Linked DNA regions of Anser cygnoides: region 2 is linked to region 1. Evidence: chromatin contacts called from public Hi-C data. All regions are on one chromosome and are shown on one strand. The core of a region is the stretch at or near the end of the contact, and the rest is flanking DNA. Distances in the headings are between cores, read along the strand shown. Region 1 holds the start of PEMT (phosphatidylethanolamine N-methyltransferase). Region 2 holds the start of MPRIP (myosin phosphatase Rho interacting protein).

Region 1 (7,606 bases), core at 3,742-6,241:
GGGCTCTTTGCCCACAAGCAAGGACACGGTGAGGCCTCAGAGAGCTGGCTGGAAGCAGAAAACAGGCAAAGATGCAGCCCCAGGCAATCACGGCACGCCAAAGCTTGACAAGACCCTTGTGCGGGTCTCGCCTGCTGCGCTCCCGAGCCAGGACCTTGTGGATGCAAAATGTTTTCACGGTAAAGGCAAGGGGGCCGTTGCCGTTCCCCTTTGCCTGCAGGAAGGACGGATCCTGCTCTGTCCTCCGCCGCCTCTCCGATTCGCCCTGCCCGGCTCAGCTCTCCCCGCGGGGAAGTTTCCTCGCTGGCTCCTGCCAAGAGCTGCTGGCAGGAACGTCCCGGTGCCCTTCAGCACAGCTGCTCAAGACAGCAGATGGGGACGCGGGCTGTCGCTGTGCCAGACCGGTCGCTCTGCAAACCTCGTTCGGGAGAAGCCGTGCTTTAGGCCAGCGGCTCCATCTACCCCCGAAGTTCCCACTTCCCCGTGTAAATACCCACCGAGGCAATCGTGTAGTTACTGGGAGCCCAGCAGGAATTGCTTCGCCAGGAGGCGAGCGCTGCCCACGAGCTGGACCGGGGCCCCATGCCATCCCCTCCCCTGCGTCACGACTCGCGCCCACCGGGCACCGCACGAGCCAGCACGACGAAAACACCCACGGGCGAAAAAGCAGGGGAAGGACTCGGGAGGACTGCGAGCCTTCGATGTGAAGATTTTGGAGGTTTTCCCTGGTTCTCTGCGGGGACGTGGAGAAGATTTTTTTCTTCTCCAGGGAATTGTGTTACGCTGCTGGCTCGGGGCAGGGATGCGTCACACCGCTCCTACGGGTGTCGGGACTTCTCGCTGGTGATTTTTTTTCTTTCAATAAACCTCTCCCGCGGGCAACCGTCGCTGCGTGCCATCGCTGCGCCCCCTCCCAGCACGACCACCCAGCGGCGGCTCCGTGCCGGCTCCTGCCAGGGAGGAGATGCCTGGCAATCTGCCCCGCTGCCAGCACGGGCATCTTCAGCTTGCAGTGGCAACAAGCCCCATGCACCGCCACGCATCCCCTTTGCGGGAGCTCTCCTCCCGGGGCCGATGTTCAACAACTGCTCCGGGGGCAGATTTCAAGCTCCCAAGCGCTTGGCTCTGGTTTCTGGCTCACGCCGACGCGCAGCAGAGCTGGAAGCACAGAGTGCCCGCCCCAGCCCGGCTTTCACTCGGAGCATCTCAAGCTTTTGGAGAATTTGGGTATGCGGAGCTGATCAGGGCCCCTCTGCCTCCCTGGGCTTTCACGGGGAGGCACGGAGCAGTCGGAGCAGGCAGAGGCAAGGCAGCAGCTGATGCTCCAGATTTACAGGGCTCAGGATCCGTGCGAGACCCCAGCATTAACTGGGGTGGAAGTGGGAGCAGCGCCTGACCCGCATGCCGTATGTTCCCAATCCGCCACATTCAATCACGCCTAATAAAATTAATAGGGGAGTATTGAAAAATCTTGTGATTAATTCTTTATGATCTGTAATAGGGGAGCTGTGTGCCAATTACTCGAGTAAATCATTCATCAGAATATAAATAGAGCTAACCTCCAGCACAAACACTAGAGGATTTCCACCAGGATTGCAGGTCTGGATTGCAGCATTACACTGCTGGTGACAACACGTTATCTGATGGAGGACAGGAGCAGCTGCAATCCCGGGGCTGCCTGGCCTGCCCAAGGTTTCATCTCTGTGTTCCGGCACTATTTGTTTCTGCCGAGCCTTGCAATGCAGCCCTGTTTGTTTACGGCCTGTTTTGATGCTCCGTCTTTGATCTGCGTGACCCGTCGGTCCAAAACCCTCGCAGATTTGCAAGGGTTAAGCCCGTAGGGGTCAGCTTCATTTCGCGGAAGGTTTGAACCTGTGGGCCATGACACAGCCCTCGGGGAAGGGACACAAAGTATTGGGGAAAGAGGCCCCAGAGCCACGCTGCTCCCATGGGACCTCTGTCAACGAGGGACATGGCTGGGTGGCACCAGGCGGGTTGTGGGGTCGGGCAGGACGAGCCCCTGTTGCCAGCAGAAGCAGCTCTTCCTGGTGACCACACTAGTGGCCAAAGCTCGCTAGGGATGAACATCGATTCTGGTTCATTTGGCTGGAGAGATGGGAAAGAAGGGGACTGTAAGAGCTGCAGGGCAAGCAGAGGAGCTCGCGGGCTTGTCCTGCTTCTCAAGGGGGGGCAGCAAGTCACCTGGGAGCGTGAAAGCTGTGGGCGCCTTTTTTTCTTCCTTTTTCTCAGTGTGAAAATCAATCGTTTGGCCTGGAAACTTCATCTTGGGCTTCTAAGGAGTCGAAGTTACCCTGTGCTCTTGGCTGGTGTTTCCCAGCGCCCCATTTCCAAAGGAAAGCCACCTGAAGGCACTCCCTGCCCTGGGAGCCCCACCGCCTCCTTGCGCTCGGGGACTCGGAAATGCTCCTGAGCCAAACTGCAGCTCGCTGAGCCACGGCACCCCGCTAAACCTGACAGCCAGCATCCTTCACCGGACTGCTGCACACACACGTTGCTGCCCTGCAGGCAGTCAGCGTGGCAAAGGCACAGAGCCCCTCGGTGCAGCTGCAGCAGCAGCCTGCAGAAGCCACGGCGGCTGCACAAACCCCGTGCACCGTCGGTCCTCCCTCCAGCAGGGCAGCTCCTCTCCCTGATGACTTTGTTGAAGTGCTCTCTGCCCACGCAGGCATTCTGCAAGTCCACATTCATCGAGGGTGACCCCTCGGGGCTGTGATGGGATTTAAAAGGCCGCTGGGAGGGTTCCAGCTGAGAAGGGACTTGGGAACGCAGAGGGCAGTGCCCTCTTCCTTAGCTCAGCGCTCGGGAACAGAGCGCTGGATAAAAGGCACACCACGGGGAGAAGGGGAGGGATGGGGACACAAAGAAAGATCCAGCCCTGCAAAAAGCCCTCTTTGTCTCCTGCGCAGCTGCCAGGATATTTCCGAGAGGCAGGACGGAGGCCGGTGCGTGGAGGGGCCCTGCTGTTGCAAACACCCCCTTCCTTCTTACGGGGGAAAACATCCCCTCAACGGGGGATTCGGCAGTGGGAGCAGCGTGGGGGCCCTGCTGTTCCCCTGCCCCAAATGCAGCCCCTCTCCCCTGAAGTGCAGGGTGCCCCCCAGTGTGGGGTGACAGGATGGGTACGTTTGTGACAACCCAGCTCTCCCCCCGTGAATGACGATTTTTAGCTCCTACCCAGTGATTTCAGTTCCTGCCCCATGTTTTTCCCCAACAATTTGAAAAGAAACTCAGAGTCAGTGATTTCAGCTCCTGCCCCGTGTTTCCCCCTCAGAAGCTTTATTACTCAGCTCCTCTTCGTTTCAGGTCCAGCTCTTTTTTCTCAGCTCCTTGCCCACGGTTTTACCTTTTCCTCCCCCATTTCCTCTCCTGAATGTGGAGTCTCAGCTCCTTCCCAGGGATTTCAGCTCTTGCCCTGTGTTTCCCCCCAAAAGCTTTATTATCCTCCCAGCCCGCCGCGGTGTCCTTGTCCTCTCCCAGCTAGCCACGCTGACAGCACAGGGACATCCTCCCCTCGCAGCACAGAGGCCCGTTTGGAGAACTTTCCTCCCTGCTAACCCCCTCCCCGGGGAGACATTTCCTCCTTTCTGAACGCTGCCGTCATTGCTCTCCCCACCGCGTCCCCTTCACCCTCCCCTCTGCCCCAAGGACCCAGCTGGCAGGACTTGCAAAATAAACATCCTCTGCGCTCCAGCCTGGGAGATGGCAGAGGCGATAATTACACACTCAACGCAGCAAAATTATCCAGCGCGAGGGAGAAGAGGCCGGAAGCAGCTGGAGATAATCCGTTCGGGGAACGCTGCTCCCACCCACGGTGCTTTCGCGTGCACCTCACCCCAAAGCAGCCGGCGCTGCAGTTTGTACTGTGACTGCGTTCGCAGGGCCCGGACGGGATGGGATCCAGCCTCGTGCAAGCACCCGGAGTGCAGGAGCTGATCCTGCAGCCAGGGAAATGGGGATGCGGAGACAGATTCGGATGAGCAGAGTTAAAGAAACCTGGTTTCCCACTGAGCCGAGTCGTCACTGGGCTTCCCAGCATCTTTCAAGCACAACCTGGAAGGGTGGTGTTTTGCCAGCGAGGGCTGCACGTGAGCCATCACTCGTGCATGTTTTCGGTGCCTGTCCAGGCACACGTGCACGTCCCATCCCCTTCCCCACCACCGCTTCTGAGAGATCTCTGGGAGGGACACTTGCAGCCCACTCGTAACACCCCCTTCCTACCTAACTCCTTTTTGAAACAAATGTATTTCTTCTCAAATGAAGGTCTGTCAAACTGGAAGGTCCACGCAGAGATCCTCTGAGGCCCGCAGGGACGATCCCACCTGAACTCCCCCACACGGGACCGATTCCCACCGGCCGCACCAACCCGAAACATCTCGGAGAGGAGAGCAGAAAAGAGACGAGGCCAGTAACAATAATCGCAATCATTACAAATAGTACCGCCTGCTGAAGGGAACAGGGCACAGTGAATCACCCGTAAAATACACCCAGACCTGGCGGGTTGAAATTTTGCCCTGGGACGAGCAATAGCGGGCACGCAGCGACTCCAGCAGCAATTTCTGTACCAGAGACCCACCGGAGGTGTTTCTGGCCCCAAACACCGACCCGTTGTGGAACACACCACAAGCCCCGCACTCTTTTCCAAGCCCCACGCTTTGCCTGTGCCCTCTCCGTACGTTTGGCCCCGAAGGGCCGTGAGGGCCCCGTGGGGCCCCACCGCAGCCCCCCCCCCGCCGCTCCCTGACGCCCCGGGGGCCTCAGAGCCCCCCACTCCCCTCCCCAACCCCCTCCGTGCCTCACCACCGACCCCATCCCCGTCCTCCACCGGCGCTGCAGCCCCCTGAAACCCACGGGGGCCAAACCCACCGCCCCCCCCTCACCCCGGGGAGGGGGGCTGCAGGCGGTGCCGCTCTCCTCCATCCCCCCCCACACACCCCCCCCGTTCTCCCCCCCCCTTTCTTCTTCCCCTCGCTTGCTTCACACCGGGGCGAAGTCCAGCAGCCTCCAGCTCCGGCCTCCCCCCCCCCCCCCCCTCGGCAGCCGGACAACACGCCGGGAGCCCCGCGACGGAGGCGGCGAGCTCGGTGGGTGCTCCCCAAGGGTTTAGGGGGGGGAGACCCGGCGGCCATGCCCCGGCTCCGGAGGCCTCTCCCTCCCTGCCCGTCCGCGGCGTCCTCTGGGCCCTGTAGTCCTGCCGGTGGCTGCCGAGGGCGGACTACACTTCCCGGCACCGCCGCCGCGTGTGCTCGGCGTGCTGCTGCCGGGGGTGGTGGTGGCGGTGGGGAAGGGGAAAGGGGGGGGAAAGACCCGCGGCCTCCCCCCCCCCCCTCCCCAGCCCCCCATGCGGCCATGGCCCTGCGGCCTGGCTCCGGCGACGAGCGGGGCCCCGCGGGCGGCCGGCGGGGAGCGGGGCCGCGGTGGTGGCCGAGGGATTGCTGCAGCGGGCTGGGCGGCCTGGACTACGGGCAGGTACCGGGACGAGGGCCGGACGGGGGTTGCAGAGGGGCTGCGGGGGTCCCTGAGGGGGATGCTACCCGCTGCGCCCCCCGCCCTTCCCGGCCCGCTGCCCCCGCTGTGGGGTTCGGGGGGTTTTGGCCGTGCCAAGGTTGGGGTTGGGGGGGGGGGGTGGGACGTGGCCGTGCCCGCTCTGGGTGTCGGGGCGTTCGTACGAGGCTCGGTGCTGGAGGGTTTGGGGTCCTGCTGGCCTCAGCGGGGGTGGGAAGGCGGCGGCTGGCGGCGAGGTCACCGTGACCGGGTGCCCCGCGTCCTCGCTGCCACGCCGCCGTTGCGCCGGCGCTGCCGACGCGCTGGCCCCGCGCGGTGCCCGGCGTGCGAGGAACGCGAGGGCGAAGGTTGCCCCGGGATCGCATCGCTGCCCTGTGTCGCTGCCCTGTGCCACCTCCGAGCGGGGATGTTTGTGCGGGTGCTAAAGCCCCAGGCTGGGGCTGCGGGTGGAGCGGATTGTTGGAAATCTGCAGGGATGCTCGGCGCCGTGCACGCACGGTGCTTGAGGTGCTTCCCGTGGCCCTTCCCGGCCCTAATTGCCACTCAAGACGCGATTTCGTGCCCCAGCTGCGTGGCGAGGGCCGCATCCTTACAGCGCCTAGAGGGGCAAACCCCTCCTGCTGCCACCACCAGACCTGGGTGAGCCGTGCAGCTCTCATCCGCCCGAATTTTGGGGCCGAGCAGCATCCGAGCAAGCAGCGTTTGCCACCAGGAGCTCCTCCGAGATGCGGTTGTTTATCACCTGTCAGGGAGGAGGGGGGCAAAGTTGAATGTTCTGTGCTCGTTACGTGGTTGTCTCAGCAGCTTGCAGAGACGGCTCATCCTAATGGGCTCCCCTTTTATCCCGAAAAGCACACGCCAGGCACAGGCCAATCTGCTTCCCTCTGGCAGCCGCGAATTTGGTCGTTCAGGAGGAGAGAAAAGAAGGTGAGCGCGATGTTAACGATGTTGCCAGCCAGGAGTTAGTAGGTCAAGGAGCTTTTGTTCAGCCCGTGCTGGCGGTGTGCTCAGCGCTGTACGAAACAAGAGGAAAGAAGCTGTCCTGGTCCCGTGGGTTGGCCATTGAAGCAGGACCGGACAGTTCGGCCCCGGTGCTGGCAGCCCTCTCGGTGCCCAGGTTACGGCTTGGCAGCGCTCGGCTTGAAGGGACGAGGTCTGGTGGCGAAGGGCTGCGTGGGGGTGACAGGAGGAATGGGGACAGGGTGAGGAGAGGCCCTGGGGGCTCTCCCCTTCGTTTGATGCTCTCCCCCGGGGCGCTCGGTGGTGGTCTAAGGGCTGGGGGCAAACCCGTGCGAGGATCCCCCCGCCTGCCCGTAGCGATTCAACCTTTGCCCTTGCACTTCGTCCTCTGGGCGGTCGTTCGGCCGTCAGGGGACAGCAGGCTGAGCAGCCCCTCTCCGTGACTGCTGTCACTGCTCCGGTTCCTTGGAAGGAGCCCGCAGGAGCTTCTCTTCTGGACAGGAGAGGTCAAGCCGCTGCCTTTTCCAGCCCTTCCCGTCCCTTAGCATCGAAGGACTCGCAAACACAGCTGTGTTTGGGAAGCAAAATCCTTCCACGTCTCAATGTTGTCTTGATTTTGATTCAAGTGAGGGAAAGGCTCGGGCCGGGCTATTTTGTCTTTTGTTTTCAAAGTTTTTGGCAAAAAAAAATAATAAAAAAATAGGCGCTGGCTGTTTTTCATCCACATACCACTGCAAGGAGAGGGGGAGGGATGGGGAAGCAGCATGGCTTACTGCACGTAAAAACGCTGACAGGGAGCTGTCCTGGGAAAAAAATGTCTCTTAAAAGGAAATAGGGGGAAAAACAGAAAGGAAAAAAGGAGGAAAACCAGCAAGCTTTAAGGGTTTTCTTTTGTTGTTGTTACATAAGACAGGAAAGTCTTTTGCAGCTGTTAGTGATGCAAATGCATCCGTGCACACTGTGCAGCGGGTTGGCATCGGTCTTGTGCAATGGAAGGCGAGTTGGAGGCTGCACGGTGCGGGGTTCGGGGTGTCCGTGCAGAGCAGAGCCCCAGGGACAGCCCTCTGGCCCCGGGGGGGCCATAAAGCGGTGCCCCCTTCCCTGCGGCTCAGAAGCACGTAGG
Region 2 (7,606 bases), core at 2,062-4,561, 190 kb after region 1:
TGCAGCGCCATTTTCTAACTGGGTGGTCCTTCGGGCATCCGTGCCACGATCTCACAAAAAAAAAGGAAAGAAAGAAGACACTGGTAGCTGGAAAGGCGTCCTCAAATTCCTCTATCTGTGCCAGTCCCCATGCCCCGAGAGAGCACACGCATGGAGAAAATTAAAAGCAACTGCTTTACGCTCTGCTCTTCTTCCAATTCAGGCCAAGCGTAATTTGGAGGTTAATTCCCAGCCTGTTCCTGTTGCGGGGGGGGGGCTTCGTTTTCCCTATGACCCAAATGCAGGGACGCTCACACCCGCCTGGTCCTGGCCCAGTGGCGTGGTGGTACATCCATCCCCCCGCGGCCCTGCCAAGCCCCGGGTGGTTTCCTTGGGAAGAGGCTCCCATCGACGGGGCCGGGCTTTCTCCTGGCGATGGAAAAGGGTCACCAGGAACCCCAGGAACCGTCCATCCTCCCCGGGCAGGCCGATCCGCACGCGGGGTTGGCAGGAGGTTACAAGGGTCTGGGTGCTGCCGCGGGCACAACTTGCCAGGAAAAAGGGAATTCCCACCAAAAGGCACCACACATCGGCAGGGCGCCGAGCACCCACACCGGGGCGCCCGCAGCAGCAGATATTCCCTGGGGAGGGCGCGGACGCAGCGCCTGACCCAGTTTTTTTTTTCCGTGCCACCAGGGCACCCCGGAGGCTTGAACAAGGTTTGGGGGCCAAGGACGCCTCACCTGCAGCCCCGGGGGGGGACAGACGGGACCCAAGAAGGTGGTAGGACCGCACGCAGCCACCCCAAATCACGCTGACCCCCCCGGCAGCACGGTCGCACACGAAAACAACTCGTGAACGGAGCGCTCCCGGGATTTGGGACTTAGCGTCCGCGCAGCCCTTTGAAGTTGGACGCGCTAAGTCCGATTACCATTAGAGAGCTGCAGCTCATTAATCCTGATGTTTGGGGCCGGGTCGCCCCCGGCCCCGGTCCCGATTCTGTTCCCAAAGCCAGCGCCACCATTAAACGTTTGGGACGCTTGGCACGGGGACGCCGGTCCCGAAGCCCCGGAGCTCCCAGGAAGCCGGAGGGGCGGCTCCCGACGCCCACGCAGGTATTTTTATAGGATAAAAAGCCAAAAGGGACACGAGTGCGTAAGTGCGAAGTACCTTCACCTTTCCTGCCAGCCAAGCGGAAAGGTCAGATGACTCAAAAGGACTTTTCCAGCCGGGCTCCGGGTGAGCCCCGACGCGGCCCCCTCCGCACGGGGCGAGCGCGGAGCCCCCTCCCCAAACCGGGCTCATCTTAATAAATAAATAAATAAAATAATAACGACAATAAAAGACGATCCAGAGCCGGGAAACGAACCGTTATCCCAGGGGGTGCACCCCGGGGGCCAGCGGGGCTCCCGGAGGACGGGGCGGGAGGGTGCGCGTGCACCACCGGCTGCCGGAGCCTCCATCTTCCCTGCAGGAAGGGGGGCTGCTTCTTCACCGGGGCCGCGAGGGAGAAGCCGTGCGGGATCGCGGCGTTCTCCCCCCCACCCCAAGCAGGGCCCCGGGCCCCGCGGGGTTTGGGGTGACCCCGTCCGTCCCTGCGGGGGCTGCCTGGGGGGCCGGCCCTCACCGCGGCCCCCAGGGGAACAAAGCCACCGAGGGGCTTCCTCGAGCCGCCTCAGGCCGCCAGTCCCTAGGGAAGCCATCGGGCCCTACGCAGCAGGCGCTACGGGGGGGCAGCGTGCAACGCTTTGACCCCCCCCCCCCCAAAAAAAAATAATAATATAATATTATTGCACCCAGGAGGCGGCGAAACCCCACACGGGGCAGCACCAGGGGGTCGGCCGGACCCTGTTGGGGGGGGGGCTCAGCCCCAGCACCCTCCGGGCCGGCTCCTTTGTCTGGGCACGGGCGCGACGCTCCCCGCCCGCCCCTTCCCGCACACACCACGGCATTTTTTCCAGTTACATTTTTTCCATATTAGCCCTCAGATTTCATTATGTCCCGCTCACCCCCCCCCCCCCCCCCCAAGCAATATGTCTGATCTCATTGCCATAATAGGATCGGCGGCGGCGATGGCTGCCCCCACCCCGGCGCGGAAAGGTGCCGTGGGGAAAGGGGGAACGCGGTGTCGTGCCTCCCCCCCCCCCCCCCGCACCCCAAATCCCTGTGGTGTCGGGTGCTGGGTGGGGAGTGTCACGGGGGGGCTGCGTGAGGCCTGGCAGGAGGAAGAGGAGGGGAAGGAGGAGGAAGGCCCATTCCCGCCCCAGCCTGCCCAGGAACAGGCGGCGATCACCTTCCGCTCCCCTCCCCAGGAAATGTGGGGTGCTGTAGGGTAGGGGGGGCCGTGCCCACAGCACCCGGGGGGGGCAGGTTTGGTTCTGGATTAGTTTTGTTTGTTTTTTTTTCCCCCCCCCTGGGACTTTCGGCACCTCCCCATAGCACCCACAGGACCCTCCCCTACCTGCTGCCACCCGTCCCGCACCCCAACAGGGGCTGGGGTCGCCCCAAGTGCCCATGACCCCAAAGGGAGCGGGGCACCGGGGTGGGCCAGGGGGACCAGCGGGCGCCCCTGGGGTGCTGGGTGCCCCGTGGGACACCCAGGTATGCACAGGGCCTGCAGGCACCCTATGGGACCCCCGGACACCCTATGGGACTAGGGATCTGTGGGCCCCTGGGATACCCGTGGGACCCCATGGGGTCAGCAGGCGTCCCACGGGACCCGTAACAACCCGCCACCAACAGGAGCGGCAGCACCCATGGGACCCCGCGCTATCCATGGGGCCAGCGGGCACCCCGTGAGACCCCCGGAGATCCCTCTGCTAACAGTGGGGCCAGCAGAAACCCAGAGCACCCATGGGGCCGGGAAGCACCGACGGGACCCTACAGAACCCCCAGGAGCCTGGGGGCACCCATGGGTGTCCCCACCACCCAGGGGGTACCCATGGGACTCCCCACCACCCAGAGAGCACCCACGGGTGTCCCCACAACCCAGGGGGACCCAGCGCGGGGTCCGAGCCACAGGGGCAAGCGGGGAGGTTGGGCGCCGAGCAACAGGGGGCAGCTTTTGGGGTGAAAAGCGTGGGTTTTGGGGTCAGCCCCCACCTGGTTGAGGTCCTCGTCGTTGAGCAGGTGGGACTCGCGGGGCTTGAAGCAGTTCTGGCACTTGCTCTTGTTGAAGATGTTGGCCTGGAACTTCCTGCACGGGTTGTCCTTGGCGGCCATGGCGCGCGCCCCGCGCCCGCTGCGCCCCCCGCTCAGCGCCCCGCCGGGCGCCCCCCTGCCACCAGCACCACCGCGCCCATGGCCAAGGGAAGGGGTGCGGGGGGGGGGGGGGGGGGAAGCAAAGGGAATTGGGGGGGGGGGAGGGGGGGGGGGGGGTCTCAAAAAAAAAAAAAAAAAAAGCAAAACCAAAAAAACGACAAAACCCCAAAATTCGAAATTACCCCAAAAAAGGGAAATTGCAAAAAAAAAAAATGCAAAAAAAAAAAAATATTGCAAAAAAAAAAATGAATTGCAAAACGCGACCGAGGCGCAGCGGCCGCCCCCTCGGCGGGCAGCGCGCAGCAGCGCGGGCCGGGAGCGCGCAGCGGGAGCGCGCAGGGCCGCGGAGCCCCCGCCCGCGGGGCGGGGCTTGGGGGGGCGGGGCCTGGAGGGGCGGGGGGCGGGGCCTAGAGGGGCGGTGGGCGGGGCCTAGAGGGGCGGGGGGCGGGGCCTAGAGGGGCGGGGGGCGGGGCCGGGAGGCGCCGCCGGCTGCGCGGGCTGCGAAGCGTCCGGCAGGGAGGGGCGGGGCCTGGGTGAAGATGGACGTGCGCTGTCGCCAATGGCGGCGGGAGGAGGCTGCTAACAATAGGGCGCTCCGGCCAATGGGCTGCAAGGAGAAGGGAGGGCGCGCGGCGGGCGGTGCTGGCAGCCGGGGGCGGGGCCACGCGGGGGGGGGGGGGGGCGGAGGGAGGGGGGGCTGCGCTGTGCTGGCCCCCCCCCGCTCCGTGCATGGCCCCCCCACACTGTGCATGGCCCCCACGCTGTGTGCACGCCCCCCCTGCACCGTGCAAAGCCCCCCCACCTTGCACAGGCCCCCCCGTCGTGCACCGAGCCCCCCCCACACCGTGCATGACCCCCCAATACCATGCACGACCCCCCCGTACTATACACGACCCCCCCATACCATGCAAAAGCCCCCCCATACCATGCACGACCCCCCCTAATACCATGCAGGACCACCCCATACCATGCACGACCACCCCATACCATACACGACCCCCCCCCATAACATACACGACCCCCCCCACCATGCACAAGACCCCCCCCCCCCCATTGCACAGCCCCCCCCCAGCACCATGCCATGCATTGGGGAACCCCCCCCCCACGTACAGCCCCATGCACAGCCCGGACCACCCCCCCCCCAGCCATGGAATGCAAGGAGCAAGGGGCTGCCCCCCAAAAATTGGGGGGGGGGGGCACATCCCAGCAAGGCACCCCAGCCCCCGGGTGCCACCCCCCCCCCCCCACACACAGCAAAAGCCCCGCTGTGGTAACCCCGACCCCGTCCAGGTGGGCACATAGAGGGGTCACCACCCACCTGCCCCTTCCCCCCCCCCGGGGACCACGGGGGGGGGGGACAAATAGGGACAAGGGTGCCCCCCCTGCCCCGTGCCACCGCCCTGGGGCCCTTGGGGAGCTCCTGTTTGCCCAGCCCGCTGTTATCGGCGGGTAAACACAGCCGGCAGGGCGATAAGGAGCCCGGCCTGCCATGGGGGGGGGCGAGGGACCCACGGGTGCCATGGTTGGGTGCCAGCGCTGACCCCAGGGGACAGCAGGGACAGTTGGGGACACCGGGTGTGCTGGGGCGGGGGACACCATCAGGAATGGAGATTTGGGAACGCCAACCCCACAAGGCGTCGGGGCGAGCGTGCCAAGCGGCACCTCCACACCGCGCCCCGACCCGTGTGTCCCTCGGGACGGCACGTAGCGGCCCCCGCGGCCCCCGCCGGCACCGGACGGGGCCCTGCTATTAGGAGCGGCCCCGCCGACCTTCCCGGCCTCGTGGGGACCAGGAAAAACCCGTCGGAGGAGAGGCCGCGGTCCCCTCGGCCAGGCGCTGCCCCGCCGTTTGATGTGGCACCCGGCCTCGGCGGCCTCGCCGCGCCGGCACCCGCCAGTAAATAGAGCCCGGCACGGCTGCGAGCTTGTTTATTAATTTTTCCTTCATCAAAGGCCGCTTTAATCATCCCTCTCCCTCCTGCCACTCGTAGCACACACGGTGCGACGTGCCGCGGTGGGGACGGGACGGGGAAGGTGTGGGGATACCCACGGGGAGCGGTGGCACCGCCGCGCGCCCCCCCCCCCCCCCCCAGCCCCATATCGCCCACCCGGGTGCCCCCAGCCGTGTGGTGCTCCCAGCTCCCAGCCCTGTGCCTTGCTGCTTTTGGGTGGATATCTCACCTTTCTCTTGACCCTAATGCCCTAAAAGCGACGCGGCCCTTCTCCAGGCAGGGAGGGATTTTCTCCTTGGGGATTTGCAGTCCCTGGTGCCATCACCGTGGGGCCAGCATTCAGCACGACCACAGAACACCTCTCTTTGGCTATCGGTTTCCCCAAGCAGCAATTTTCCTGCCCCCGATCCCACCTTTCCCTGCTCCCCCCGTCCCCTGATGTTGCTGGGTTATTCCCCAGCACATCCCCGGCCAGCAGCACGTTGCTGGGACCTGGCACGCCCCGCGCCCCGCACACCCCCAGCACAGCCGGCACGGGCAGGGCGATGCTCCCCGGAGGGGCTTCGGCTATGGGGCCAGGGGAGAGGAGCACAGGGGGACCTCCGCATCCCCAGCTGATGCTCAGGGGACTCCGTGGGCCGTGCGTCCCTTCCCCAGGCACCGCAGGGCACTGCCACCACACGCCGAGCAGAGCCACGACACGGAGGAGCGCGGTGCCAGCGTCCCCCCGAGCTGCGCCACGGCTCGGGGCCGTGACCTGGCGCCAGGGCCGGCAGCACTCGCGGGGAAGCGGCTGGTGCCGGGGCTGGCTTCAGCCTTCCCAAAAATCCAGCCCAACGGGACGGGCCTCTCCGTAAACCTGTCGGGCCGCATTCAGCCATGCAGGAGCCAGCGTCCGTGCGCCGCCGGCCGCCCGCCTGCTGCTGTGGATGGGTGCAGCGAGCGGGGCCACCAAAAACTCGACTCCCCGCACGTGCCCCCATGCCGGCAGGCCCCGGCATGGCCGAGGCATGAAATGCTCCCTTGTGTGCCGCTGTGATGGGCAGCCCCCCCCATCCCATCCCCAACGCCCCCGCTGCGGGGATGCCCGGCTGGGGCAGCTGTGCGTAGCAGCCCAGAGCCAGTCCGGAGCAGTTTTCTCCAAGTAGGGCAATTAAAGTAGTGGGAAAATGGAAAGTATTCGTCAGGGAGCTGCGGTGGCAGAAGGGGAAGGTGCTGCGGTGAGTCAGCGATCCCAAGCGAAGCCCCAGCGCCAGGTAAACAAGCTGAAAACCAGGAGGTGTTAGTCACCGGGGCTGGCTGCACCGGCCCCGGCTTGGGAAGGGCACCACCGACCCCTCCTGCCCCACAAAAATGCTCAGCGGCACCAAAAACCCTGCCACAGAGCAGCACCCCTCCCCATCGCGGCATGGCGGTCCCACCAGGAGCGGCCACCTCCACCCGTCACCAGGGTGGGGACGTGGGACTTGTGGCCGTGCCACAGCGTGGGACCCCAGGAGCCACCCCGTTTTGTAGGAAAACTGCTATGGGACGTTTCTTCCTGCGGGGGCGGGCGCTGCCGGGGCAGGAGCAGGACGCCTGGGTGCTCCTCCCGCGTGGCCATCGCTCCTCGCGTGACCTCGGGCGAGTCATTTCGTCTCCCTGCGCCTCCACCTCGCCGTCATTACGCTGGAGCCAGACGGACGGATGCCCAGGGGAGAGGGGAGGATTCGGTGTTTAAAGCCCTGGGATCCCTGCCGGATCCAGGCTGCGACCGGCTGGCGCCTGCGAGGGTTCCCCTTCTCCTGCCCGGTGCCAAACAGGGCATGGGGTTCTCCTTCTCCTGCCCAGCCACGGGGGCTGGATGCAGCCAGGGGCTCGGGTGCCCCCATGCTTCTGATGGCGAGGGGGAACCTGCAGGTTAGAAATCCGGGGCGGGGGACAAACAGCCTGATGGAGGGAGGAGAGCCCCTTGGCTGCCCCGGTGCCATCTCCTTGCCCAAAAAAGACCCAAATTACCCTCTGGAAGAAACGCCGTGCTCAGCTGCAGCCGTTGCAGGCCAGAGAGGAGAGAGCAGCTGGGAAAGACCCCGCAGGGGGTCTGGGGCAGCGCTCTGCTTCACTGGGTGCACACACATGTACACACGCACACGGGCCTGAGCTAGCCCCAGAAGCTGCCTTAAATCGTGTCCCACCAAGCAGAGATTTCTTCTCATCCAGAGCCTCCCATGCCTGCGAGTTCATACCCTGCTAAAATTGGGCCAAATGTTAATTGCGCTCCCAGCCGGGCTATCAGCGACCGGGTCCCATGGCTGCTTCCTGCCATTAGACCTCGCTGTGCTTTGGGGGGGGGGGAAATCTGGCTCTTTTGTTCCCACGTGTGCCTCCCCCCAGCCTTGTTTGGCCGGGATCACCCCGTGAGGTCCCCCCACGTC

The links. A called contact is a pair of places that touch in the nucleus more often than the background predicts.
Region 2: a contact with region 1 is called in a Hi-C map of liver, with 2.3 times the contacts expected there. The contact joins the promoter of MPRIP here to the promoter of PEMT in region 1. A contact is called at or near these places in 2 of 7 Hi-C or Micro-C datasets (both in liver).

The regions. Positions count from the first base shown.
Region 1 is chr15:3,220,821-3,228,426 of Taihu_goose_T2T_genome, forward strand. PEMT (phosphatidylethanolamine N-methyltransferase) reads left to right here and starts at 4,992. Exons shown (of 8, transcript XM_066977696.1): 1 at 4,992-5,102. LOC125182461 (a long non-coding RNA gene) reads right to left here and starts at 4,965. Exons shown (of 2, transcript XR_007162312.2): 1 at 4,240-4,965; 2 at 3,262-4,071.
Region 2 is chr15:3,413,909-3,421,514 of Taihu_goose_T2T_genome, forward strand. It overlaps MPRIP (myosin phosphatase Rho interacting protein), which reads right to left and starts at 3,312. Exons shown (of 24, transcript XM_066977802.1): 1 at 3,082-3,312. The coding sequence starts at 3,201.